Regions from separate parts of the Mus musculus genome. Here all the other regions are linked to region 6. The links are chromatin contacts, called in public HiCAR-type and HiChIP or PLAC-seq maps. All regions are on one chromosome and are shown on one strand. The core of a region is the stretch at or near the end of the contact, and the rest is flanking DNA. Distances in the headings are between cores, read along the strand shown.

What was found. HiCAR-type assays count read pairs that join an accessible place to other places. HiChIP or PLAC-seq counts read pairs in DNA pulled down with a chosen protein or histone mark.
Region 1: a contact with region 6 is called in a HiCAR-type map of astrocytes, with 4 times the contacts expected there. The contact joins the promoter of C030034L19Rik here to the promoter of Zc2hc1a in region 6. A contact is called at or near these places in 1 of 39 promoter capture datasets (the 3T3-L1 cell line) and 1 of 115 datasets of contacts at active chromatin or transcription factors (astrocytes).
Region 2: a contact with region 6 is called in an H3K27ac HiChIP or PLAC-seq map of embryonic stem cells, with 5 times the contacts expected there. The contact joins the enhancer-like site here to the promoter of Zc2hc1a in region 6. A contact is called at or near these places in 1 of 39 promoter capture datasets (hippocampal neurons), 2 of 115 datasets of contacts at active chromatin or transcription factors (astrocytes and embryonic stem cells) and 2 of 9 other capture datasets (embryonic stem cells and embryonic tail).
Region 3: a contact with region 6 is called in a HiCAR-type map of astrocytes, with 6 times the contacts expected there. The contact joins the promoter of Tpd52 here to the promoter of Zc2hc1a in region 6. A contact is called at or near these places in 2 of 39 promoter capture datasets (the 3T3-L1 cell line and liver) and 4 of 115 datasets of contacts at active chromatin or transcription factors (astrocytes, embryonic stem cells, large pre-B cells and 1 more).
Region 4: a HiCAR-type map of astrocytes shows a contact between it and region 6, with 5 times the contacts expected there. The contact joins the promoter of C230057A21Rik here to the promoter of Zc2hc1a in region 6. A contact is called at or near these places in 2 of 39 promoter capture datasets (the 3T3-L1 cell line and liver) and 1 of 115 datasets of contacts at active chromatin or transcription factors (astrocytes).
Region 5: a contact with region 6 is called in a HiCAR-type map of astrocytes, with 8 times the contacts expected there. The contact joins the promoter of Zbtb10 here to the promoter of Zc2hc1a in region 6. A contact is called at or near these places in 6 of 39 promoter capture datasets (the 3T3-L1 cell line, frontonasal cranial neural crest, hippocampal neurons and 2 more), 1 of 484 Hi-C or Micro-C datasets (muscle stem cells) and 1 of 115 datasets of contacts at active chromatin or transcription factors (astrocytes).
Region 7: a contact with region 6 is called in an H3K27ac HiChIP or PLAC-seq map of epiblast stem cells, with 6 times the contacts expected there. The contact joins the enhancer-like site here to the promoter of Zc2hc1a in region 6. A contact is called at or near these places in 3 of 39 promoter capture datasets (cranial neural crest, embryonic stem cells and hippocampal neurons) and 3 of 115 datasets of contacts at active chromatin or transcription factors (astrocytes, embryonic stem cells and epiblast stem cells).

The regions. Positions count from the first base shown.
Region 1 is chr3:9,400,667-9,404,483 of GRCm38.p6, forward strand. It overlaps C030034L19Rik (RIKEN cDNA C030034L19 gene), which reads left to right and starts at 2,354. Exons shown (of 4, transcript NR_160691.1): 1 at 2,354-2,573.
Region 2 is chr3:8,864,182-8,868,046 of GRCm38.p6, forward strand. The region is part of intron 2 of Mrps28 (mitochondrial ribosomal protein S28); the gene reads right to left. Among named protein-coding and RNA genes, the nearest start is that of Gm52600, 34 kb to the right of the region's middle. Within about 2 kb of position 2,495, at least 132 of the 459 cell types and tissues checked have an H3K27ac peak or open chromatin away from gene starts, as enhancers often do. A contact at or near this core is called in astrocytes, embryonic stem cells and hippocampal neurons, where this site is marked.
Region 3 is chr3:8,961,920-8,965,578 of GRCm38.p6, forward strand. Tpd52 (tumor protein D52) reads right to left here and starts at 2,227. Exons shown (of 6, transcript NM_001025262.2): 1 at 1,928-2,227. The coding sequence starts at 2,063.
Region 4 is chr3:8,734,506-8,738,065 of GRCm38.p6, forward strand. C230057A21Rik (a long non-coding RNA gene) reads right to left here and starts at 2,134. Exons shown (of 3, transcript XR_878672.2): 1 at 1,623-2,134.
Region 5 is chr3:9,248,836-9,252,201 of GRCm38.p6, forward strand. Zbtb10 (zinc finger and BTB domain containing 10) reads left to right here and starts at 1,732. Exons shown (of 6, transcript NM_177660.3): 1 at 1,732-3,245. The coding sequence starts at 2,295.
Region 6 is chr3:7,501,271-7,504,838 of GRCm38.p6, forward strand. It overlaps Zc2hc1a (zinc finger, C2HC-type containing 1A), which reads left to right and starts at 2,156. Exons shown (of 9, transcript NM_173181.3): 1 at 2,156-2,257. The coding sequence starts at 2,242. It also overlaps the pseudogene Gm23592.
Region 7 is chr3:9,006,811-9,010,178 of GRCm38.p6, forward strand. No RefSeq gene overlaps it. Among named protein-coding and RNA genes, the nearest start is that of Gm46832, 19 kb to the right of the region's middle. Within about 2 kb of position 1,656, at least 14 of the 459 cell types and tissues checked have an H3K27ac peak or open chromatin away from gene starts, as enhancers often do. A contact at or near this core is called in embryonic stem cells and epiblast stem cells, where this site is marked.

The DNA of each region.
Region 1 (3,817 bases), core at 1,104-3,603, 1.9 Mb after region 6:
CTCAGTTGTTCTAATTCAATCTCCAAAGCGCTGTTTGCCCTTCCTGGGAAACATCCCAATTTGGCTGCATTCCATATGCTAGAAAAAGACCAGAGCCAGAGCCAACTGTAGGCTTGAGGGAGGCAGAGAGGGGTTTCAGTTCTCCAGGGGCCAGGAGAATCACTGTCACACCCGTGGGGCAGTCCTGGCTGGAGGGGGCTGGGCATCGGCCCAGATCCTCAATAAGTCAACGGTAACTTCTTTTATCCTCAGGCCAGGTAGCTGCTTCCTGGTGGTGGGGTTTAACTTTTCTCTCCTGTGTTTACAATTAGGAAAAGAAGCAGCACACGCTTGTGGTAAGCAAACACTACAAGTTGGCACGTGATGTCATGTGATAAACACACTTGGGGCTGCCTCCAGGTGAAGACAGAGCCAAGACTTCCTGTTTGCTCTTCAGAACTCAGGCAGAAGCCTGACCTATAGCCATGTCTATCCTTGGTATATATATTCACATACATGGACATTGTGCATACTTTGGTGTGTCTGTGTGTCTTTGTGTGTGTGTACATACATGTGCAATATCGCATCCTGGGAATCTTTCTGTCTCATTGCTTAGCTTTTTCCATTTAATTTTCTCAGAGAAACATGGCTTCATTCCAGGGACCCTAACCGGGGTTTCTATGGGTGTCAGGCTGCTCTGACACAAAACAGAGAAGGAAAGGGGAGCTATTATGTTGTAAAATATTGATTTGGATGTTTATTGGCTTGTTTATTTGTTTATTTTGCTGCAGAGAAATGAGAACTGGAAAGAGCATACTGGATATCAGCTAATGTTTTCTGAGCTTCAAATGCTCTCACGGTTTTGGTCTGTAAGTTGTCCCCGGTGATGTTTAAGTCTTGTTTGTTTTGTTTTGAGACAGGTAAGACAGGGTTTCTCCAGGTACTCCTGGCTGTCTTAGAACTCATCGTGTAGACAGGCTGGCATCTAGCTCTGCTCCACCTGCCTCTTCCTGGGATTAAAGGTATGCACCACTGCCTGGCCTGATGGGTAATCTTGACTGGACTAAAAGATGCCCCAGTAAAGCCTGCTTCTGGCTGTGTCTGCCACAGGGCCTGCTACACGGGACAATACATAAGTGAAGGCAGTGTCACCCTACAGGCTGCAGTCAGATAATCTGACCCTCCTCGTCTACCCCATCCTGCTGCCTTACCACAGGCCAGGAGGCAGTGGGGCCCAGGCTGAACCCTCTGAAATCATGCTACAAAGGAAATCTCTTGGGCTCTAAGTAGCTTTTCTCAGTCATTTGTCACAGCAGTGGGTGTCTAACTAAACGGCCCCGCTCCTTTCACTGTCCTTCTGGACCCTTGGACCGGTCAGTTCTTTATGATCTCATTACAAATGCCCGACATCTCAGGGAAGACAGGAGAGCAAGGCCTCCTCAGAGCACAGAGGGGTTGACACGGGTCCAGAACTTTTATACTGCAAGTCTCTGGTGGCTCCCCGCCATTTAAAAGCATGTGTAGTGTTTGGCTCTGAGTTATCTGGCTGTGACATCTGTCACCTCACTGATCGCAGGGTTGATTTGACTGATCTGGCTGGCTAGGCAGGGGTCTAGCCCTTCCCTTGCTGCTCCATGTTCACCTCTTCTGAAGCTGTGTGCTTGATAGCCTTCCCCAGCATAAGTCTGCTCTTCAAGGGTATACGAATAGCTGTGCTTGGCCCTCTCTGCTGGCTAGTTATTGTTGACTAACCCTCTCCACCAGAGTATCATGTCTGTGAAACATATTATCATTTCTATTGATATGGGAGGGCCTAGCGCACTGTGGGTGGTGCCATCCCTAGGCAGGAGGACCTGAGCTGTAAGAACTTTAGCAGAACAAGCCCAGGAGAGCAAGTCAGTAATGAGTACTCCTTTGTGGGTTTTGCTTCCGTCCTGCCTCCAGGCAGCCACCTTGAGTCCCTCTTGATGGAATATAAAACTGTAAGCTGAAACACTCGCCCCATCCACATGGGTTTAGTCAGGGTTTTATACCATCAGCGGAAAATCAAATAGAATAATCTCCAAACAAGTGCCCAACTGTGGATCAGTATAGTTGAAATTGCACATAGAAATCCTATGGAAAAATTGTATTTTTTACATTAAACTCTTTGGTTTAGCTTTTATAGCCTTGATTTGAGAAATCCTTTTGGTTTCCCAAAGATTCATGCATTTTATCACTTAGAACGTTTTGGAGCCTGGACTTGATTCAGTCAAACTCTCTTTGAGTCTTTGGCTGGTTTCCACAGTGGGCTATTACCATTTCCTGCTGCAGGAAGGCAGTGCCTTATGCTGGAACTAGATCACAGAAAACCTGCAATAGCCACTTCCTCCAGGCACTCGTGTGTCAGCAAAAGCTGAGTCCCCAGCAACCGCCTCCGAGCCTTCCCCTTTGTTTCCCTCAGTGATGCTAGGGTCTTGAAACTCAGCCCAGTACAATCATTGGTGTTTGAGCTGGCAACTGGGGGTCTAATTGCCAACTAAGATGGATATCTCTGGCTCTGGAGAAACAGCTGGGATAGGACATTGTTGCTTCTCTGCGGCAGGCAGCTCATGGTAAGTAGGCACTGTGGGCATGGGGCAGCTCGAGGTTCAGCAGGATCCTCAACGGCACCACGGCATTAAACAGAGGGACCCATCAGTTAATTCTAGGGGTTAATATGTAATTTCTCAGAAGTGAGATCCAAAGGTGGTTTTGCTCTGTTTTGCCTTTTAAGTTCCAGGCCTGTGGTTGGTTAGATACCATCATTAGAAGGATGCTCCGGGGCTGAACAAACAATGATGAGCAATTATCTGGGTCTGCAAAGCAGATGTGTTTAGGAGAGATTGGAGGCAAACTGTGTATAAACTCTGACAGTTATCCAATTGTCATGCTCTGGAGCTGGGGATAGAAGCTGTGCAAAAACTTGTGAGAATGACCATGATAACAAGGCAGGCAACATATGGTGGCTGGGCAGTGAGAAAGGAACTGGCTACCATGAAGTCTCATGGGTACTGACTTTAAGATGTACCAGGGATATGTCAGGAAAGGGGGAACAAAATGTGTTTCCTTCTTAAAGAAAACAAATGAAAGGACCTTGGCTTAGTATACTAGCCTGTTTGCCTGGAAACCTGATAGAAATAGATGTGAGCTGTGTTGCCAGGCAACAGGGCTTATAGAGAGAATGACCTATGACTGACTGGCCAGCCTCATAGGAACTGAGGGAGGCCATGAAGAAACATAACTGATATGATAACCCCGAGCTTTCTCAGTGCAGTGACTTGCCACTGGGCACTTCCCTGGATGAGGCCAGGGAGTTCTGGCTGTGGGATCCTAGTGGCAGGAGGAGTCTGATGCTACAGTCCTCACCCTTGACCTTTGACTTAGCTCTGAAAACGAGTCCTTGGTCTCTGGGACTCTTTCTGCTATTTCCTCTACATTGTCCAGGGGAGCTATCACTGGGCAAGGTGTCTTGGATTCTGAAAGATCTTTCTAGCTGAGACTAAGCCTGTTAAGAGTATATATGGTAAGAAGAAAAATACTGGGATTATTTCTCTATTGTAGGCAAGAGATCAAACAAACAAACCAACAAAAATGTGAAGATTTCTTTGTCCTTGTTAAAGACAGCAATATCCTGGTGTGATGTGATGACCCCACCAATAAGCCAACATATGCCCTTAGCATCCAGGACAGCCAGTGTCTGATGGTGTGTTATGCTTAGTCAAGAACTATTGGGAAGCTGATATCAATACTCAGTTACCTTATTTCAAGCCTCGTGTGAGTTATCCGGGCAGATACACATCAGTCTAACCCTTCCCTC
Region 2 (3,865 bases), core at 1,245-3,744, 1.4 Mb after region 6:
GATAACAATAGCTAAATTGCAATTCGGGAGGAATGCAGAAAATTGAATAGTTGGACTGACTGTCTTCTCTTTCCGACATCAGAGTGAGTACCCCAGTACACAAACGATTGCTTGCTTCTTAGTCCATGATCTCTAGCAACAGACCCCTGCTTCTAGCTTCCTAGTACCACCGACGCAATTCCCAATCAACTAAAGCTAGTCAAGGGCCAGGTCTATGTCCTTATTTTACAGAAATGGTACTTTCTTCTCAACCTTATGCAGATCCAATTCCTCGTCCTTATAACTCCTATATATCTACAGTGTACAAAAAGAGCACCAAGGCGGACTGCTGTCTCAAAGACTGTCATGGATGCAGACAAGAACATCCCTATCTGGTAACAACAGAAGTTTTCACACCTAAAGACTGCCACAATATGGCCCAAACAAAAGGGTAACTTAATTAATTGCTGGCCAAGAGCCATGTTCCTACCAAATCAGGGCATCTACAAGATGACATATGGTTTGTTATTTCTAACAAATATGAAAAGCCTTTTGAAGTGATTATCTGTGAAAATCATTCTATATGTAACATAGCATTAAAGAAGTGAAAATATTTTTTAAAAATCAGATTTCTCTCCAAAAATTTGAAAACCATTTTCATTTTAAGAAGTACCCACAACTGCATGCACTTGCAGCTGTCTTAACTCTACCATGTTCTACATACAGGATGGCAGCTTCACTTAGTAACATTAACACAGAACAGTATTTTCAAAACAGAACTACAAGTTCTCAATGGCCCACTTTGTTGAGAGAGAGAGAGAACATTTTGTGTATTAACTGTATCCTATTATTCACTGTATAAAATCTTACCACTATGTTGTGTTTTTTAAACATGTGCTTGTGGTAAGGATAGTATAAAAATAAATGCATTTGGCCTTACTTCCCTACAGATAAGAATTTATATTCCTCATCATCATCTTTGGTATCTTACATGTAAGAAGGTCAAATATCATCCTCCCAATGACCACTACATACAGTACAGTACAGCCACCTCCTGCCTTATTCTGTGATGAACAAAGAAAGGAACCTGCCTGTAGGACTGGTCCACAGGCAATTCCAACCTGAGGGTATCCTGAGTGCTTTCTCAACAAGGCCAACAACACAACTTTTAACTAACGTTAGGAAGAGACTGCATCCCCAAAGGCAAGTGACACAAACTGCAAACCTTAGACAACCTTGAAGTGGCCCTAGACCTTGAAGTCTGGTTCTCTTATGCCCTCCAGGACTCTCACCTCTGAGAACTTCACCATGCCCTAGTGAAAGCATGAAATAGAACAAAGACAATACGCCATCCACTCTCAAAGAGCAGCCCACCACCTCACGGCCCACCACCTCCTAGGGGTTTAATAAATACTAAGACTGATGAGCTGTGCAGATGAGCGAAACCTGACTGCAGTGAATTTAAGTAATAAGAGTAGATTTTCACACTAAAGTAAAACATAGTTGAATATTTTCTTTTCTTTTCCATCGTGAAACTGGTTCTTTCCCATAGGACGTAGAGGATGTGATGCTTAAAGGCAGCTGTTTTGAAATTTTTTGCTTCAGACCATCTTGCACTAGGGAAGACACAGTGGGTTAAAGCAAACAAACGAACACCACCGAGTTCCCAGAGCAGCATGGTGCCCCGGTCATCTAGGATAGAAATGTAACAGTTAGCTTTATTTTCTACTACTTTAACTCAACCAAGATTACTCAGGCTGGAGCCATGCTAAGGCACCATGTTATCAATGGAAACACGCAAACATCTGTGGCTAAGGCGTGTCTACCTTATTCATCTTTTACTCATCCTGATCCATTATCTATTTTCAGTTAAAAATCATTAAAATCCAGCATGCAAGAATCTAAACACAGAACAAAAAGAACCTATTTTTCCCATGGGGGCAGTGAGCAGATGTCAATAGCTGCAGCTGTGACTATATAATTACCTGTTTGCATTAACACGGACCACAGTTTAGATTTAATAGGTCAGATGACAATACAGCAAAATGCATGGAGCCTATGATTACCCCTTTCCAAACATTCTCTCACTCACAACTTCGACCCTGGGAACATAGCAGCCACAGACTTAGGTCAATAAGAAACACTGGCCAGCACAATAGGCCTTGCCTCAAACAGTGCTGTTGACAGACAGCAGCACAAAGGAAATGAATAGAGCCCCCTCAGTTCTCACACAGAGCGCAGAGTGACTCAGTGCACTGCTGCTTTGCTGCTCTGTTTGAACAGTGTATACAGCTTTTGTCCTCAGCCACTGTTCACAGCTCAATGGGGGCTAAAGAGCCTAGGAAGTGAAGGCGGAAGAATGCTGCACACTTGTCCCCTTGGCCAGCAGTTGTACCCATATGTACATGACAGGTCAAGAGAGAGCTGGGAAGTCAGTAGGTAAGACTTCTTACCCCAGTGAAGTCAGTTTTGCATTAAAATAGAGCTAGGGCCAAACAGTCCAGTCACTGAGTTTGGTGCTGACAGGGTACTGAGTCAAGCACTGTTGTTGCTCTTTTATACTTCTTTCGTTTCTGTCATACTTCTCTTATGAATCACTTACAACCCCCCCATCTCCTCTCATCCCCCTCCCCCATCGCCTCTCATCCCCCCCATCTCCTCTCATCCCCCTCCCCCATCTCCTCTCATCCCCCTCCCCCATCTCCTCTCATCCCCCTCCCCAAGCTTCTGTTAAGTACAAAGAGAAGTCTGGACTGGCTCAAAGAAGAGAAGCGAAGTAGGCCGTGTGCCAGTAGAGAATGCAGGAACAGGGCTGAAGGCCATTGAGAGGGCAAGGTTCTGGTAGTGCTCTGAGGCCGCCCCAGACTGGCAGAAGCCTTTCTGGTCTGTTTTTTACATGTATGTTAACATGCCCCAAGCACATGCACGCCTCTCTTCCTGCATCTTTCTTAGGTTAATCGGGTATAAAACTAAAGCACCTAAGTCAGAAGTCAAACAGCGTCACTACAGACCAACGGCTTCCATTGACTTAAACGGCTTGCTTGACAAAGGCCAAGAAACTCCAGCTAGATCAAAGCACCAACTCACGTCCTAAGTAAATGTCCCTTCCCTAACCAAAGATGTCTTGGGAGGTTTATCTGAACTTAAGCATGCATGCTGTAGGGTTCAACTACACTCTAATCTGGTTCTACCAATTGTCACTTCTGTTATTTCTTCATTTAAAAATTAAGGTCTTAATTTTCCTCATCTGCAATAGACATGTCCAACTATTCAACTATTTCTTTTCTTCCCCTCCTCCCCCCCCCCCCCCCCGGTGATTTTGAGACAGGGTTTTTCTGTGTAGCCCTGGTTGTCCTGGAACTCACTCTGTAGACCAGGCTGGCCTCGAACTCAGAAATTCGCCTGCCTCTGCCTCCTGAGTGCTGGGATTAAAGGCGTGTGCCACCACACCTGGCGTACCAACTATTTCTTAATTTTAAAATGTCACTTATTGAAAGGCTACAGTATTATAATTCAAAATATGCATATACTGTATACTGATAACATCAGGATAATGACTGTCTCCTTTCCAGGCATCATCATCTCTGTGTTAGGAGCCTATAAACATCTCCTGGAGTAATCTGAAGTACATGAAGAGCTGCTGTATACTAGAGGTATGCTAGTGTGCTGTAAAACATTAGTGCAATCTCCTTCATGTGCTTTGCCCACCTTCACGCTCTCTAGCCGCCCCTCCCCCGCCATGGGAGCCTAGCCTCCCCAGCTGCTAGCTACACTCTTACTCTGTGTCAATAAATAATCATTGAGATAATAATAATACCTGCTGCCTTGGCTCCTGTGAGGACAAAAGAGGTTATTATGTGTGACGGACCTAACAGCCTGGCACCAG
Region 3 (3,659 bases), core at 977-3,476, 1.5 Mb after region 6:
AACTGCACGGTGTTTCAGCTCCCAGTCCGCCCAGCCACCGCTCACACTGCTTCAGGACATCTGCACACCAAGCTTTCACCTTTGCCCAGAGACAGCATTTGGATACAATTCAAAGGATACTTCTTGTTTAGATAAGTGTTCCTGGCATTTGTGAGTAGGATACCTTTTTGCATCAGTCCCCTTTGCCTGCACAAGCTACCTGCTTATTCAGAAAATACAATGGCCAGGTGGTAGGGATGCATGTCTTTAATCCCAGCACTTGGGAGGCAGAGACAGTGGGATCTCTGAATTCATGGCCAGCCTGATCTACAGAGTGAGTTCCAGGACATCCAAGGCTACACAGAGAAATACTGTCTTGAAAAACCGGAGGGAGGGAGAAAGGAAGGGAGGGAGAGAGGAAGGGAGGGAGAGAGAGAGAGAAGGAGGGAGAGGGAGGGAGGGAGAGAGAGAGAGAGGGAGGGAGGGAGGGAGGGAGGGTGGGAGAAAGGGAGGGAGGGTAGGAGAGAGAGAGATTGAGGGAGAGAGAGAGGAGGAGGGGGGAAGGGAGAGGGAGGGAGGGAGGAGAGAGGACGATGAAAGGGAGGGAAGAGGTACACATTGGCCAAAATCCAGATTAACTTTTAAGTAGCAGGTTCCAGGTCCCTCTTTTCAATTACAGACTTCATTAACCCCACCACCCAAAAGCACGCTCAGCCATGCTGGCTGCTGTTCTAACAGAGAGCACTGAGAAGTGGCCACACTAATAACGCAGCCGGCAAGAACTAAAGGATGCAGGGCATCTTCCCCAGTCCCTGCTGGGGACCCTGCCACTCCGCCCACTCTCAAGCCTTAATGACAGCCCCACCGTCCCCACTGTGAGCCCTGCTCTGATTCACAAGCCCACAAGTTAGAACTAGGTCATCCCCCCTCTTAAGTGCTGGGTAACGGGGAAGCCCAGAGATCCCACATGGGTCACAGGCAAGGGAAGTGTGAAAATGAGAAGAAAAATGCTTTTCCCATGCCCTGTCTCCCACAGACATTACTAACAGCTTCCAACTTCTAGAGGGCAGTGTTAGCCTGAAACTATCAACATATGTGGGTTTCTGAAAATCCAGACTATACCTCAAAGGTGGCTGCTATAACCAAGCACTGAAGCATGCTGTGTTAGCACACACCTGTGCCCTGCAAACGTCCAAACCCCCAGCAGCTTGGATCAGAGGTGCCACAGTCTGTCCTTCACTGTCTTCTAGGTTTCCCAAGCTCTACTGTTTAAAAAGAACAAAACGTAACCAATTCTCCACAGTAAGGAAATAATTAACTTCTTCTGGGAAAGCCAAGTTGCTTCCTTGACTCTGACAGAGGAGTTCATTAAGCCATCTCCTCTTCTTGGCAAGCAATAGGATCCTTCCTGCAAGCTGGGAAGGAGGCTGTCCCCACTTCTGCTGGACCCTATGTGGGGATCAATTCAGACTGTCACAGCCTGGTTTCCGCCTTGTGAACAAATCCGTGTCCCACATGGGAAGAAACAGCTGCTTCCAAAGGTGTGGTGGTTTTTCATTTTCCCTTTTGGAAACTGTGAGGTGTACATAGCTATTTGTCTACATGGCTTTTGGTCTCCCAAGGGAAAACCCAAGCCTATCTTCACCTTGATACTTGTGGTGTTATTGTAGCACACTCACCAGGCCCTTGAGTGTGGTGAACGGTTTTGAATGCCTAAGCATCCTTTACTAAGACACTGCCTAGGCAGATTTTAAAACTGTACCCACTATTTGACCCCAAGACCCTCCGTGTCATTCACCATCACCGCACATCCACAGACCTCTAAGGAGCATAGAAACAGACGGTGCCAACTTTAAAATTCATTGTCCCACTCTAAACAGTTAACAACCAAAAATAACTTCCCATGTTGAAGAACACAGCAGAGGGAACTCACTACACAAATAGTTACCAACGTTCTGTGTAGGTGAACCAGGCGGCGAGGTGTTCCCGCTTGGAGAGAGGTAGAGGTAGTTCTTGTTCACTCCAGAATCAAAATCAAAGGGGGATTGGTAATCATCAGCCAACTCCATATCTCTGCACTCCATGCTAGCTGAAGGCAGCGAGCAAGGCGAGCATGGCGCTGCGGCAGCCTGGGAGCCCCGGGCTGAGGGAGATCCGGCTGACCTGTGCAGCCCAGGTGAGAAGAGGAACCGGGCTTAAAGCCCCGCCCAGCTCCGGCCCAGAGGAACCGGGCTTAAAGCCCCGCCCAGCTCCGGCCCAGAGGAACCGGGCTTAAAGCCCCGCCCAGCTCCGGCCCCGGCGTGGCTCCGGCTCCCACGAGCAGGTCTGTAGTGACTCCTCCCTTAGGAGGGCCCTAGTCACCACCTGTCGCTAATTCACTGAACAAAGAATAACCGGGGCAGAGGGAGTGGCCTTCCCTCTGTACACAAAGGAGGCCCCCCACTCTGGAGCCCCATTCAGTTGTACAAACACTAGACACTAGCAGGAATATTGTTTAAAATACAACTTTTTTAGACCGGTCATCTGACCACATCGTCGGCGGGGCAGACTTAATCTTCTAGGACAAGAGAGGATTATCTGTCAGTAATCTCCCCGAAAATGCCATCTGGGTGATACTTTTCTTGCACCCTATATTATACAGGATTCTGAGAGCTTGGCATCCCGTGTTTAGCAAGCAGCCTTTTAAGCAGAACCTAATACAAAAATAAAGCTAGACCCATCATCCTTTTTTTTTTTTCTAAAGCAGAATCTGAATAACTGTCAAACAATTTTAAACTGACTCTTTGGAAGAATGAGGTTTTCATAGGAAGTAGCTGGAAGGTGCAGGCAGCTCCCACCGCTTCCGGGGTGGGGGGTGGGGGGGCTGAAACTCCCACAGCTGGGGGCAGGGGGTGTTTCAGCTCCTTTGTTTAAGCAAAGTCAGGCATGCCCTCAGGGCTCTACAAAGAACTTGTTTCTTTGGCACACCCTCCAGGCAGAAAGGGAGCTGGCTGGTAAAACTTTACAATCACCAAGTCCACTTCCTCCATCCCAGGCCTCCAGAGACCCTGCTCATGCTCTCTCCATGGCTATTGCTGTGACCCAACAGCGCTTGCAGGCCCTTGGTGGAACTAAGTTAAAAGGAGGAAATAGGTCAAGCCAGGCATGGTGGCTCATGCCATAATCACATTACTCAGAAACCTGAGACAGGGGGATTGCCATGAAGCTAGCTGGGACTTCAATGAGAGACCCCATCTCAAAAACACAAAAACAATACATAATCTCTGGAATCTATTTATAGTCTCTGAAATGTAAGGCCTGAGCTTTCTATTGTGTTGTTTGTGTGGGCTCGAGTTCATGTCAGTAGGAGTCAGAACAGGTTGACAGAATCCCCTAGGACCAACACGCAGTTATGACGCACTATATGAAGTCAGGGAACTGAACCTGGGTCCTCTGTAAGAGCAGTAAACAATCTTAACCCAGGGCCATCTCTCCAGCCCCCAAAAGCAAACCATTTTAATGATGAGCAGAAATTCCAGTGTATGACTAGTCTTCAAAATCTCTAAGATGATCCATATTCATCTCAATTTATGACTGATTCTCGTTTCTGTTCTTTTTAGGTAGTCGTGTGTACTCTAGGGAATGCCTTTGTCTAATTTAAACTTTTTGAGAATTTATTTTTAACAAAAATATTTATAGTT
Region 4 (3,560 bases), core at 884-3,383, 1.2 Mb after region 6:
TATAAAGCCAATCATTTTTCTAGTTCTAGTTATGTCATGGTGTTCTTTTTTGTTTGACTAGTGGGTAGGAGCATAGAAAGTAGTCGGTTCTTAAAGTATAAAATGTAGTGTGAAATTTCACAGTTTCCATTCCAGTGCCCATTCTAACTGTATGGATGCTCACTGAATTGTATAGATGTTGTGTCTGTTGAATTTCTGTGTATGATTTGGACGTTATCTTCATCTGTCACAAGGGAAAGAAGATGGCTCGAGATTAACTGGGACATTGCACCATGGAACGTTGGTCCCACACTGCTCATTCTGGGACTTAGCATTTAGTGTTGTCGTGGGTACAGTTTCGAAGAACTTACTGGTGAGCTCCCTCATCCCCTGTACCTCCACCTCAAGAGGCCTCCAAGTGAGACTGGGGAACTAGCAGGGAGAGAGAGCCCAGTTCTCCCTCATAGCTCAGCTTTGCTCTGCAGAGGTGCAGTCAGGCGGCTTTGCTCTGCAGAGGTGCAGTCAGACTTTTGCGACATCCTAGCTGTTTCCACTGTGCCACCCAAAGGTGACTCTAGTTCAGTGCCACCATGCACGGTTTTACACTAGACCTGTGATTACTTGCCCACTTTCATCTCATTTTGAACCAAGTAACTGTAATCGGGGACTGTTTTAATAATCCAGCAAGCCAGATATGGCTCTTATAACCTCAGCACTGGGATGCTGAGGCAGCATGGCAGGGTGAGTCAAGCCTCTCACACAAACACCAACAGCAATCAAATTAAAAGAAGACTGTGGGATGTAGCTGGCTTCTTAGTGTTTCCCCGTCTTTTATGACTCCCCTGCGCTCCACCCAGCCTCGCTTGTAGCTTGCCCTTGCTGGCCTGGGGAAGTGGATGCAGAAGAATCAGAACCAAGTTTGTCTTTAGCTACAACATTCTGAATTGAGTCCAGCCTAGGCCTACATGAGACCCTCAGAGATCTGTCTGCCTCTGCCTCCTGAGTGCTAGGCTTGAAGGCGTTTGCCACCACCACCCCGCACTGGTCTTCCTGTCTTATTCTGCCTGAATCCAGAGCCTTGTTCAAGCCAGGATGGCACTCTACCCACTGAGCCACACCTTCCTACATCAGGGCGTTCTTTAATTATAATTTTTAAATGCCTTGGTCATGGAGAATTGAATAGCTAATTCACCCCTTAAAAACAAAATTTCCTAGAAATATTTAACGCCATTAGTAAATAGACTTTGGCATTTTACCAATTAGGAATTATTTACTTTTAAATAGTCAGTATGTGGGGCTGTTTGCACTAACCTGGATAATTTTTTTTAAGCAAAGACAAATGATAAAATATGGAAATGCAGTTTGCATACTTTAAAATCATTATTCTTGCTAAAAAAATTTCAGCTAAAAATATAAATCAGGACAGACAACTGATAGTAGCACATGCTTCATAGGTTTTATCACTGTTGCTCAGACCACACCCTGGAGGGAGAGACTTCTGAACATTGAGATGCCCCGTCTTAAACCTTTGGAGATTGCCATAAAGTCCAGGTGACCCTCACAGATGCAAAATGACACAAAGCACGATTCCAATTCTGAAAATTGTTAAAAATACAAACCCACACCTAACTTCCAAACATTACCATCAGGCTGTGGCCATCCACTTCCTCTTTCCTCTTGACCCTTAGTAACATCCGCGGATGGACTGTTCTCTGTTCTTTCACTGGGGCCGTTGGATGATGGGATGTAGCAGCCAGGGCAGTGCACGACAGGCCGGAGGGGCTCAGCCTCTCTCTGCCAAGCCCTGTGGATAACGGATGGGCTGTCAGCAGTGTGGCTGACACGGCCCACACTCCCCTCCACAGGCTTCTTTCCCAGTGGACAGTCTGGCCAGCTGTCTGGGCAGCAGGAGAAGTCGTTCATCTCCAAGTGAGACCTGTGGGAAAATCCTCACTGGCCCATAATTGATTCCACTCTGCCAGCCCCATCACTGAAAGCTGCACTGAGACTAGCAGCGGCTGGGGAGGGCAGCTTGCTAGGGGCTGCTGGGCCGAGAGTAAAGGCCGTTAAGGCCGCCTGCAATTAACACTAATCTCAAAATTGGCCTCTGACAGCAAAGACTAGCACCTGACAGCTAATTACTTGTGTCAGGCTGATGTGCACTTCATATGGAAAGGATATTTATCAGAGACTGGCGTCACCCCTCCTCCATTTAGATTGGTTCTTCTTAGCAGGAGAAGTGAGGAATTGTTCTGGCTTCCTTCCCAGAAGTCCTGGAAGTTCTCAGAGTTGATCTCATAGAAAGGCTAACCTTTGTAGGGCCTGGTGCAAGGGCTGCTGAACCATTTCACCTGTGCTGAAGGCAGTGACAGCAATAGGCAATGCAGCTCAATGTAGCAATGGCAGATGGAGAGTCCAGCTAAGCTGCTCACCATAAGAGCCTCACCATGGAGAGAACTCATACATGGCTTATTTTGCAAATGGAATTCTGAAAGTCAGCTGCCTTGGTGAGTTTTCAATGTTTTCACAAAGTTTCATGTAGCTTCTAGAACATGTATGTGTGACACACATGGGTGTATTTCATTAAGAGGGTGGTTTAAGTTGCCTTCCCAATAATAAAAGTGAGTGGGGGGGGGGAGCTGGGGAAGAGCTGGGATGGGGGTTGGGGGGAATCGGGTGGGGGTTGGGGGAGTGTCCATAGGACTGTGGCAACCCATTGTAAACTCCAGTCCACACACATTTAGTTCTTCACATTGGTTGATTTAGTGTGTGTTTTTATAGGTTTATGTGTAAGACACTTTTGTCTGCACACCTACAAGTGGCATCAGATTCCATTACAAACAGTTGGGCAGCACTTGGTAGTGCTGGGAATTGAACTTGGAATCTCCAAAAGAGCAGCCAGAGCTTTTAACTACTGTGTCATCTCTCCCGGCCCCTGTGAGAAGCCTGCGTGCGGAAGCACACAGGTGGAGCCTACGTTTGTATGGAATAGACAGCAGCTACCAGGCTGAGAGCCAGAAAATAGCCAGGAGGCAGGCAGGCAAAGGAGAGGCTCGGAGGCAGTGGAGTGCAGAGAAAGGAAGGCCATGTATCCAGTGCCTGCTATGGGGAAAATCAGCTGGGCTGAAGCCTAGCAGGAGTCTGACCAGAACGAGGCTGATGAGCAAGACCCGTGGTCAGCCTTCCCAAGGCTGCACCCGAAGGTTTCCATTTCAGCACTTTACTTTTTAAAATTAATTAATTAATTAATTTATTTATTTGTTTTACTTTAACTAGGCCTGAATTTCACTTCTGGTCTCAATGTTCTGTTGAAGACCATACCAAAGAAACCGCTGAGAGACAGCAGGCCACAGTCCTGTGTCTCGGCTGGCTGAGTCCTCGAGTGTTAACTTTTTGTTTATAAAATGTCGTCTTCCCCATTCAACTCCATCTCCTCCATCCATGTAAATCTCAGTTTCAAAGGATTCTCTTCCCCAGCCCTGTGCTAGGGGCGAGGAGATAGCAGGAGCTCTGTGAGATTTCCCAAAGCCCGTGTGTCTTGAACAGAGAGCAAACAGGAAACAGGTCTTCTGAAAACCCAG
Region 5 (3,366 bases), core at 482-2,981, 1.7 Mb after region 6:
GAACTTAACTCTTGAGTCCTCAGACACAACAGCCATCAATCTGAATTTTAAAACTTGAAAGATGAGAGACCACCATTTATCAACTGCTCTCTTCACTCCACTCCCACCCCAAAAGGGAAACTCCAGGTGGGTGGATGTCTGTGGGTTCAAAGCCACTCTTGCCTAGTGAGTTCCAGGACAGCTAGGGCTACATAGTCTTAAAAAAAAAAAAAGAAAGAAAGAAAGAAAGAAAGAAAGAAAGAAAGAAAGAAAGAAAGAAAGAAAGAAAGAAAGAAAATTAGCCGGGTGTGGTGGCACACGCCTTTAATCCCAGCACTTGGGAGGCAGAGGCAGGTGGATTTCTGAGTTCGAGGCCAGCCTGGTCTACAGAGTGAGTTCCAAGACAGCCAGGGCTACACAGAGAAACCCTGACTCGAAAAACAAAAACAAAACAAAACAAAACAAAAAATTAAGAAAGGCAGGGGGAAAAAAAACAGGAAAGAAAGCCTGAAATAGGCTCAAACATACGAATTTTTAAATTAAGCTTGTGCAACATGGTGGTTCACACCTGTAATACCAGAACTCGAGATACTGAGGCAGGATCTTTGTGTGTATCCCTGGCTGACCTAAAATGTAGACTAGGCTGGCCTTGACCCTGTTTCAAAAATCGCTCCCAATAAATAACAGATAAATCGACCTCACTTTGTGAATTAATGAGTGTAAACGTGCTAATGTTTTCCAAATAGAGCATAGTTAATGGGGAGGGTGAGTTTAAGGGTTCTTAATTGGCAAGGCCTCTTTCTGAAAAACAAAAACAAAAAAGTAAACTAATATAACTTAGGGAGGTTCATTTCCAGCTTAGACCGATGTAATCACTCTAAATTCCATACGCGATGCCAAGAGCTTTTCTCAAAATCCTAAAAATTAATTCTCATCTACACACCCTGTCTTCGGAGCTGCACTCCCTTCGCGGCCGCACGCGGCGCCCGCAGCAGCTGACTCCTCCCCGTTCATGGGGAAAACCCTGCCTAATATTTATAACGCTATGACATACTGTAATACTCACAAGGTGGTTGTAGAAGTATAAACACGACTGGAGATATCTGATTGGCTGCTGGTGATGTAACACCCATGTCAATACTTCCCACTGAACGCACGTGTTCGACCTTTTATTTAAATTTCCATTTCATCACAGCAATAAGACACTCGGGGCGGTGCATTTTCTGCGAAACGATCGTCGCCCGGGGCCAGAGGTGCTGCCCGGCGTACACAAGGAGCCCAAGGAGGTGTCCTCGCGAGGGAGGCACCGCCTGGTCCAGTCTTTTGTGCAGGAACAAAATAAGTTCACTTCCTCGGGCACGGCCACCCACCCCTCCCCCGGCAGATGACAGGGCCGGGCGCGCTCCCACCGCACTTACTCCTGGAGTCCCAGGTGAAGTCGTGGCGAGAGCCGGGGACCGTGCGCACGGGCGCGCCGCGGCGAGCCGGCCCCTGACACCCGCCAGCTGTTTGTCCTGGCCGAGCCGGCCCCGCCCCGAGACCCCAGCCCGTGCCCCGCCCGCTTCCTTCCCGTGGCCGCACCCCCGCCCGCGGGCCCGAGCGGCCGGCCCCTTTCCCGGTCCCCGGGCGCCCCCGGCCCAGCCCAGCCCGGCCCAGCCCGCCCCCTCCCCCGGCCGGCCCCCACCCTCTCCCCCTCCAGCGGTTACTGCTACCCCGGTGCATTGTGGGCGCACGGTCCGTTGTTCATTTGCCATTCGACCTCCGCCAGGGCCTGGTCGGACGGAAACGCTCCGCCGGCTTTATTGTCGGCTCGCTATGTGGCGGAGCCTGGCGGCTTAGCGCGCCTCTCGCGTCCGCGCCTCGGCAGCCGGCGGCGGCGACACGACTCCCCCCGAGGACGGAGATCTGTTGGCGGGCCGGTGTGTGCGCGCAGCGCTGAAGCGGGGCAGCGGAGGGGCAACCGCACTCCTCCTCAACTTCGAAGGCCGCACGCGCCCGGCTCGCCGCTCCGCTGCCCGCCCACCGCTCCGCGCGGGACGCTGCCCGGAGCGCGGCGGGGCGCGGGTGGAGAGGACGCGGCTGGGACGGCGGCGGCAGTAGACGCGTGCGGCGGCCCGGGAGCGAGCGCGAGCCGGCGGGAGGGTGAGGCCGGGCCGGCGGGAGCGCAGCGCAGAGCGGCGCAGCGCAGCGCCGGGGGCGGGGGCGGGGGCGAAGCGTTGGGGGAGCCGCGGCGAGCGCGCGGGACGCGGCCGGAGCCCGGGCGCGAGCCGAGGCACCGGGCGGCGGCGGCGGCGGCGGTGACCGCGGCGCGCGCCATGTCGTTCAGTGAGATGAACCGCAGGACGCTGGCGTTCCGAGGAGGCGGGTTGGTCACCGGCGGCGGCGGCCCCACGAACAATAACGCTGGCGGGGAGGCCTCTTCTTGGCCTCCGCAGCCGCAACCGCGACTGCCCGCGCCGCCCGCGCCGCAGCAGCCGAATGGGCGCGGGGCCGACGAGGAAATGGAATTGGAGGGCCTGGAGCCCCAGGACTCGGAGGCCGCCGCCGGCGCGGCCGCCGCCGAGGACGTCAAGGAGTTGCTGCTGCTCCCTCAGGACACGGGCGGCCCCTCCTTGCTGGGCGGCGGCGCGGGGGGCCCCCTGCTAGCGGAAAGGAACCGTCGGACTCTGGCCTTCCGCGGGGGAGGCGGCGGGGGTCTCGGCAACAATGGCAGCAGCCGCGGCCGCCCGGAGACCTCGGCGTGGCCCCTCAGGCATTTCAATGGGCGAGGGCCGGCGGCCGTGGATCCGGAGCTGGACGCGCTGGAGGGGAAGGAGTGGATGCAGGACGGGGCGTCCCTGAGCTACAGCACCGAGGAGGAGGGGGCGAGCCCGGGCGATGGCAGTGGGGCGGAAGGCGGCAGCTGCAGCAGCAGCAGGCGGTCGGGCGGCGATGGTGGGGACGAAGCGGAGGGCAGCGGTGTGGGAGCTGGCGAAGGAGAGACTGTCCAGCACTTCCCGCTCGCGAGGCCCAAGTCCCTCTTGCAGAAGCTCCAGTGCTCCTTCCAGACCTCTTGGCTCAAGGACTTCCCTTGGCTGCGGTACTCCAAGGATACCGGCCTTATGTTCTGCGGATGGTGCCAAAAGATCCCCGAGGATGGGGGCGGCGTGGACCTTACCCAGGTGGGGCATGATGAGCTTTCGCGAGGGACCCGCAACTACAAGAAAACCCTGCTCCTAAGGCACCACGTCTCCACCGAACACAAACTCCACGAAGCCAACGCCCAGGTACCGTAGATCCTGCCTTTGCTTTTCGACCACATCTTTTGGGAAAGGTTTATCAGTGGGGAAGACTAAAACTAAAGTAAAGAAGGGGGGAAATTAAGATCCTCCGGGGGAAGACTCACTT
Region 6 (3,568 bases), core at 906-3,405:
TCCTGCTTTCATGATCCCAGGACCCACTATCACAGGATGCTTTGGTGAAGGATTGGGCCAGTTCTGTACAGCCTTCAAACATCAACCTTTCTCTGGGCAGCAGCCCAGAACAGGGGCATCCTTCACTTTGCCTTTGGAGGTAACAGAGTTCTGTTACTGTATGGCTATGGACCCAGACATGGCCTTCTGTAACAATGCGGGACTACATCACCATGGTCCCAGATGACATCACAGGCTACTCACATCAGGATGTTCCTCACTCCAGTTCTGCCTCTCCTCGTGTGCCCATACCCTTCTGTTTCTCTTTGTCTTCCAATTCTCTACCGCTTACTTGCTCCTCTTACTAGCACCTAGGGTCTCTGAATGTCTGGGGTTGTCTCAGGAGTACAATGCCCTGTTCATGCGTTATGGTGCTAGTCAGGGGTCCTGTCAGGCATGGCCTATCCCCTTAGGCCTGCATAGCCCTCCACTGGCAATCATCTCAGGATACCTCTCTGCCCAGACCCCATGGCACCATTCTGATGGTCATCTCAGCCCTGGACACTGTATGCTTCCCCATCCCCCCACCCCTGCCCCCGACAGGCCCCTCATGCCAGACTGGTAGCTTTTCTGACAGGCCTTTTTCCAGAAATGTGAGGTAAATTATTCATGGGTCAGAACACTGAACTAGACATAGCTTCTCTCCTCTCTGCCATCTACTGGCAGACATGTGATATAGCAGCCACACCTGTAAGGCTTCTAGATGGCAGGGCCTCTTAAGGTACTTTTGTTATTGTTGCTATTTTTATTATTGTTATTGATGTTACTGTAGATTTTATGGCTAATAAGGCTTGTGTCCATCATCCTAATATTTGTCTAAACTTGCAATATGCAAAGTAAATGTCTTCTTTATTTTGATAATTCTTTTTGTGTTCTTTTTATTTTTTTGGGCATTCTTATGAAAGCTGTCCTCAACCTCATCTGATTTTGTCTTAGAAGCATGGCCAGGGGACTGGTGGTGGCGGGGCTCTCTACACCAATATAGGGTAACTAGGTTGGTTGCCTGCATGGAGGTCCCAGAAACTCAGAAGTCAGGGAAGCCCAGAGCAGAACAAGGAAAGGACTCATGAGATAATTGCAGAATGGAAGTTTCTTATACTATTCTGTACCAGACTCGGACTCTACGGTCTTCACACCCACTGTGAGCGTCTTCTCACAGATAAGACCTCTTGGCGTTTGCTTGTTTAAACAAAATCAGAGAGTTACTGACATATTTAAGTGTATACAGAATTAAGACAACTTTTGAATTAAACTGCTCAACAAGAAAACAGTGTAAGACTTGTTACGAACAAAATATATTGATAACTTAGTAATGGACACCCCAGAATCAGTAAACAATATGATTGGTTTATTCTTGCTAAGTAAAATTTTCGAAGAGTTTTAGTAAGGGTAAAATGTGTTAGACTGTGAAGCAAAACCGTTTGAGTGGTTGGATTCCATTTTGACTCTGACAGAAAGACACCTTTGTGCCTTGATAGGTTAGCTTCCCAGTTTAAAGCGCTCAGTACAGTACAGCCTTGATGAGATGCAGAACTGCAGTTGAGGGCAAGCATAGTGCTGGCCAGGGAAAGATTGTGCAACGGGGAAGTTTCATTTCTAATTTCGGGCCTAACTTTTTATAGTTAGAAAACTGTTTCAGAAGTTTGGCGCAATCTCAGTTCCACAGTCCCATACAGAAAATATGACTTACCTAGGAAACAATGTCTTAGCCCATAGAGCTGTGTCTGAAGAACAAGGCTAGAGGATGTTGCTTGATTTAAAAGGGCAGTGAACACGGGATGGTGCTGGACCAAGGCCCCCTTATCTTGTTACAAGAGCTCAGAGGGACCTGTTAAAAAGACATTCTCTTACTGACTGGAGATGAGGAGCTCCGAGATGCGGAGGCATTCTAAGCTGGAAAACAAGGTGTGAGCCTAAATGTGGCTGAAGTGGAACAAAGGCGTGTAAGGATCTCGGATTGCCAACAAAAGTAGCTGCGGTTTCCAGGGAGGGTGGTTGGAAAAACCTTGGTGGAAGGAGAGTCCCTCGGGAGGTGGCAGAAGGCGCAGCCCCGCCCTTAGTAGCTCCGCCCCTGTCACCCCGCCCCCACCCGCGCGGACCAATAGGAGGCCGGGATGTTAGAGTGTGGGAGGTGCGGCCGTGTTGCTACAGCAGGAACTGGGCGGCGGCGGGTGCTGCCTGCGGAGCCTGAGGCGGCGCGTCATGGACGGACTGGAAGGTGAGACGCGAGGGGGATGCGACCGCGGGGCTCCAGCGGGCCCGAGCGACCGGGGCCTGGAGTCTGGGGGCAAGTGCGGCCGGCCGGCCGGCTCTGCAGCGAGGTCCCCGCGCTCGCCGACACCCGGGGCGGAGCTGGCGGCCCCTTACGGGAGCGGTGGCCGCGGGCTGCCCGCCGGGCACGGTGCTCGACTTCACCGCGGGGTTGGAGCCCCCGCGTCCTCACTTCTGCAAGGCCTAACTACCATGTCGGGTCCTTTCTGGACCCCTGAGTTTCCTGTGGGCACTAGGTGTCTCTGGTCGAGTCTTATCTTTGCAAAGTGTATTCTTGGTTAAGGTTCGCGACGCCCGGGTCGCCAGCTCTTGCTGACCCCTCAGGACCTGCCCTGCCTCCAGCGAGCTCTGGACACACACCTTGGACAGTCGTAGGTCCATTCCTTCCATTTCTACCGCACCTTGCTCGGAGAGATGCCGGAGCATCTCCCAAGGAAGTGTCCCTGGCGAGCTCTACAGCAGGGACAATAGCTTCAACATTAATGGTTTATTCACGAGGACGGTCTAGGGAAAAGCCAGCTTTGCTTCCTTATCTTCACTTTATCCTGGTGCCTTAGCCATGGCTTCAGATTTTGTTTTGTTCCCAGTTCTTTCCCTTTCTTCATCCATTTTAATCCCGCGCTAGGACAACATTTCACTTAAAAAACAAAGGAAGGAAGAAAAAAAAAATCTTAACAGTGGTGACAACAGTTTCAGGATTTAAAAAGACTAGGGATCTTTCTGATATACAAGCTTTCAGAAAATTTGGATCCTGCTGCCTTAAAATAGTTTTTTTTTCTCTCTTAAAATTGTTTCACCACTTACTGTACTTGGAATGAATAGGGGACTTGATCCCTTCATTTTCTTGTATTATAGATAGTCAAATATTTCAGGACATGTTACGAAGTTAACAGTGGTAACTGATAACTCTTCCCCAGTGATTTAAGTGTACCAGAAAGAAAATATAATAATATGATTATGAATTTTATTTCACAATGATATTTTGCAGTTAAGCTTTCTCCAAACATCTTGAAGGTGATAAAGAATTCTAATAGATCATTTATGCTGCAGATTAGCTGTGAAGGTCTTGCTTGGTGTACCACTCAAATTAACATGAAATGAGAAATTGTAATGACAGCATACCTTTCAAAAATCTCCTATTTTTGGATACCCCTACAGGCAACTCATTTTAGTGATTTACAACTATACTAGTATAGGGACTGTATAGAGAATAGAGTTGAAACATAGGTGTGAAGACTTTACAACGCTATCATACTGC
Region 7 (3,368 bases), core at 406-2,905, 1.5 Mb after region 6:
AATAAATAATGGGGGAAGGAAGGGAGGGAGGGAGGGAGGGAGAAGGGAAGGGAGGGAGGGAGGAAGGGGGAATGTGGTATTCTGCCCTATCATGCATACCTCCCTAAACTGACAGCCAGCAAAAATCACACCAAGTAGAAGACATTGGAAGCTTCCTGAAGTGGCAGCCCTGAGTCTGGGGTATGGACGGGGAAACAGGTAGTAACGCAGATGCTGGCTTTCTCTGCTTCTCTCCTTGACTCTGCATTAGAGCATCAGCTACTCCTTGACCACACTTCCAACCAAGAGTAGCCATCGAAAAGTTTATCCTGGGAAAGAGGCCAAAAGCCCTGACAATGTATGGAAGCCTGCCAAAGCAGGAGCTTTCATAATGCATGCCTGCAGAGGCTCATGGGTCTAGAGAAAGGGTACAGTGTGAACAGAGGCATCTGTTTGATAGTGAGGCCTCCTTCCCCACACACACTGCAGTTGTTTTCTAAAGCTAGGAGCCCGGGCTGTGGTCTTTCAGGAGACCTAGAGTTGCCAGATAAAATACAGGACACCTACTTCAATTTAAATTTCAAATACATAACAAGTGTGTTTGTTTGTTTTACTACTAGCTTATTCCCCCATAATATTGCAATATATTTTACTGAATTTTGTTTTCATTATTCACCCAAAATTCTTAGGCATCCTAAATATTTTTATTTGCTAAGTGTGCTGACCCCAGGGCAGTTCTGACTTGCTGGCTAATCAAGAGGCAGCTCAAAGCACAGTCTGGAAGTCATCATAATCCAGAAGACCAGCCTTCCCTGCATGGACGTGAAAATTCAAGGCGCTAAAGGGCTAAGAGGCCCAAGAAGTCAAGACTGACTTTGGAAAGAGATCAATTTAGTGTCGTGTATTAACACTGGATTGCTTAAGGCAATATTATAGCTATCTCTTATATCCTCACAGGTGTATAAAAGACGGTGGAGATGAAATGAAGAAGTTAGAAATGTACAGAAACAGGTATTGCCTGGGAAGAGTACTTAACAGTAATGGAGGTTTGACGTGCAATCCCTAAGGAGGAACGGGAAATGCTCTCACCGCATTGATCTGGGCTATGTTGATAAAAGCTATAGACCACTTAACTCCCCTTGTATGTTTTTAAGCCACTCTGCATTCTGGGCATTTATCAAGCTACGTTATGAGGGCTGGGAAGGAAGAAAACACAGAAGCAGCGCAGCCCCCTTTCTCCTGAGCATCTGCTGTTGCTGCTGTCAAGGGGTCTCATTTTTCCCATCTATCCTGAAGACAACCCAGAGCATAAATATCATCACTATCTTAGAATCATTGATAATATTGGTTTTTTGGTTTTGCTTTTGTTTTGTTTTTGTTTTTTTCAAGACAGGGTTTCTCTTTATAGCCCTGGCTGTCCTGGAACTCACTCTGTAGACCAGGCTGGCCTTGAACTCAGAAATCTGCCTGCTTCTGATTCCCGAGTGCTGGGATTAAAGGCATGCGCCACCACCACCACCACACACACACATACACACACACACACACACACCCGGCAAGCTCAGCTTTCCTAAGTATAAGTTCCAGTTGCCTGCAAATAGGCTAGGCTAGGACCACAAGAACAGGAGCAGTGCTGAATACCCAGCATGGCCACTGCTCGCTCAAAGGCAACGCTACAATACTGTTACTATGTAGCTGAATCAGCACTGGCCATCACTATCCTGGGCCTCTCACTGAAATGTCTCTGGTTCAATCTCCTCATCTCTAAAATCTGTGGTCATGCTTTACGATAAAACCACCACATACCAAAAGTATTTAAAATGTACTCTACTGACATAAAATTTATATACCATAAAATCCATTCTTTGGAGAGTTCACTGGTTTTAAGTTCTCTTCCCAACTTATATCCATGCTTACTCCTCCCCAAGGCTACTAAAGTTACAGTCAGGTGACAAGTCCACAAGGACAAAGAGTACACAAAGTTAAGTGATGCTAATTGATCTCCCAGGGCTGAGCACTGGGAAGCGGGCAGGGGAGGAGGCCATGCACATTCACAAACAAGCATCAGGAGTTGGTGGTACAAAAGAGAGTTCAAAAAAGAAAAGAAAACAAACAAAAAACAAGGATAAACCCAGGCGTGTAGTGCACACCTTAAATACTCAAGGGATCAGGATAGGAGCGGGAGAATCACAAGGTCAAGATTATCCAGGCCAGCCTAGGCTATCTGAGGCTCTGTCTCGAGAATGGGGAAAAAGCAAAAGGATGAGCTGAAGGGCTAACAGGAAGTGGGCAGTCCCTTCTTCCCCAAAAAGGCGGTAAGGAAGAGAGATGTGGGAGGCACACAGACAAAAGTAACAATTAGAAAAATAATAATTCACAAGGGAAAACAACTATACATATTGAAGGAAAAAAATGGACTTTTGAAGTTGTCACTGTTACATTCAAGATGAAAAACATTCTTTGGTTGGTGCATAACTCAGTGTGTGTGTGTCCCCTTGCACAGCAAAGATGCACAAAAATATGTGAATCCTGCCAGGCAGCAGCGCTGTACACCTTAATCCTATCACTAAAGAAGCAGTGGCCAGCCTTGTCTACAAAGTGAGTTCCAGGACAGCCAGAGCTCCAGAGCTACATAGAGAGACTCTGCCTCAAAAGTAAATAAATAAATAAAAACAAATGTATATATTGCATATATGTGTTGCATATAAATATGTTGAGTGCATGTGTGTGTGTGTGTGTGTGTGTGTGTCCTAATCTTCAGACCCTGTGACAGGAAAAACAACTTTATAAGGTAAAGCCAGAGATGCTGAAACAGGGAAACTAAGCTAAGGAATTTTGCCTAAATTATTTCGTAGGCCCAATCTAAAGAGCCAGGCATAGTGGTACATGCCAGGAGTCCCAGCTCTAGGCAAAAAGCAAATTAAAAACAACAACAACAACAAAAAACAAAACAAAACAAAGGAGTCCCCTCTGACTAGAAGCTGAGACATGCCACAAAGAAACACAGAGTGTAGAAAACATGAGAGGAAGTTGACCCTCTGTTATTATTTCAAGATGGATGAAGACAGCCATGAGCCAAGGACTGTAGAGATGAGCTAGAAGCTAGAAGAGTTCCTGACTGACATCCATCAGAAATCAACCTCTGCCAATGACCTTAACAAGCAAAGCACTGGGATTTCTCAAGAGTCTCCAGGAAGCACGCAGCCCTCCGAGGGCCTTGTTCTGTACATAGCAGAGCACTGATTGTCATAGTTATAAAGTGGCATATGATTCAACCTACTATACAAAGTAAATTTCCAAAAGGTGAGGCAGAAGATAGAACTGAAAAATAGAGAAGAAAATTACAAGACTGATCCAAGAGGCCAACCGTCCAAAAGGAATTTAAGGAA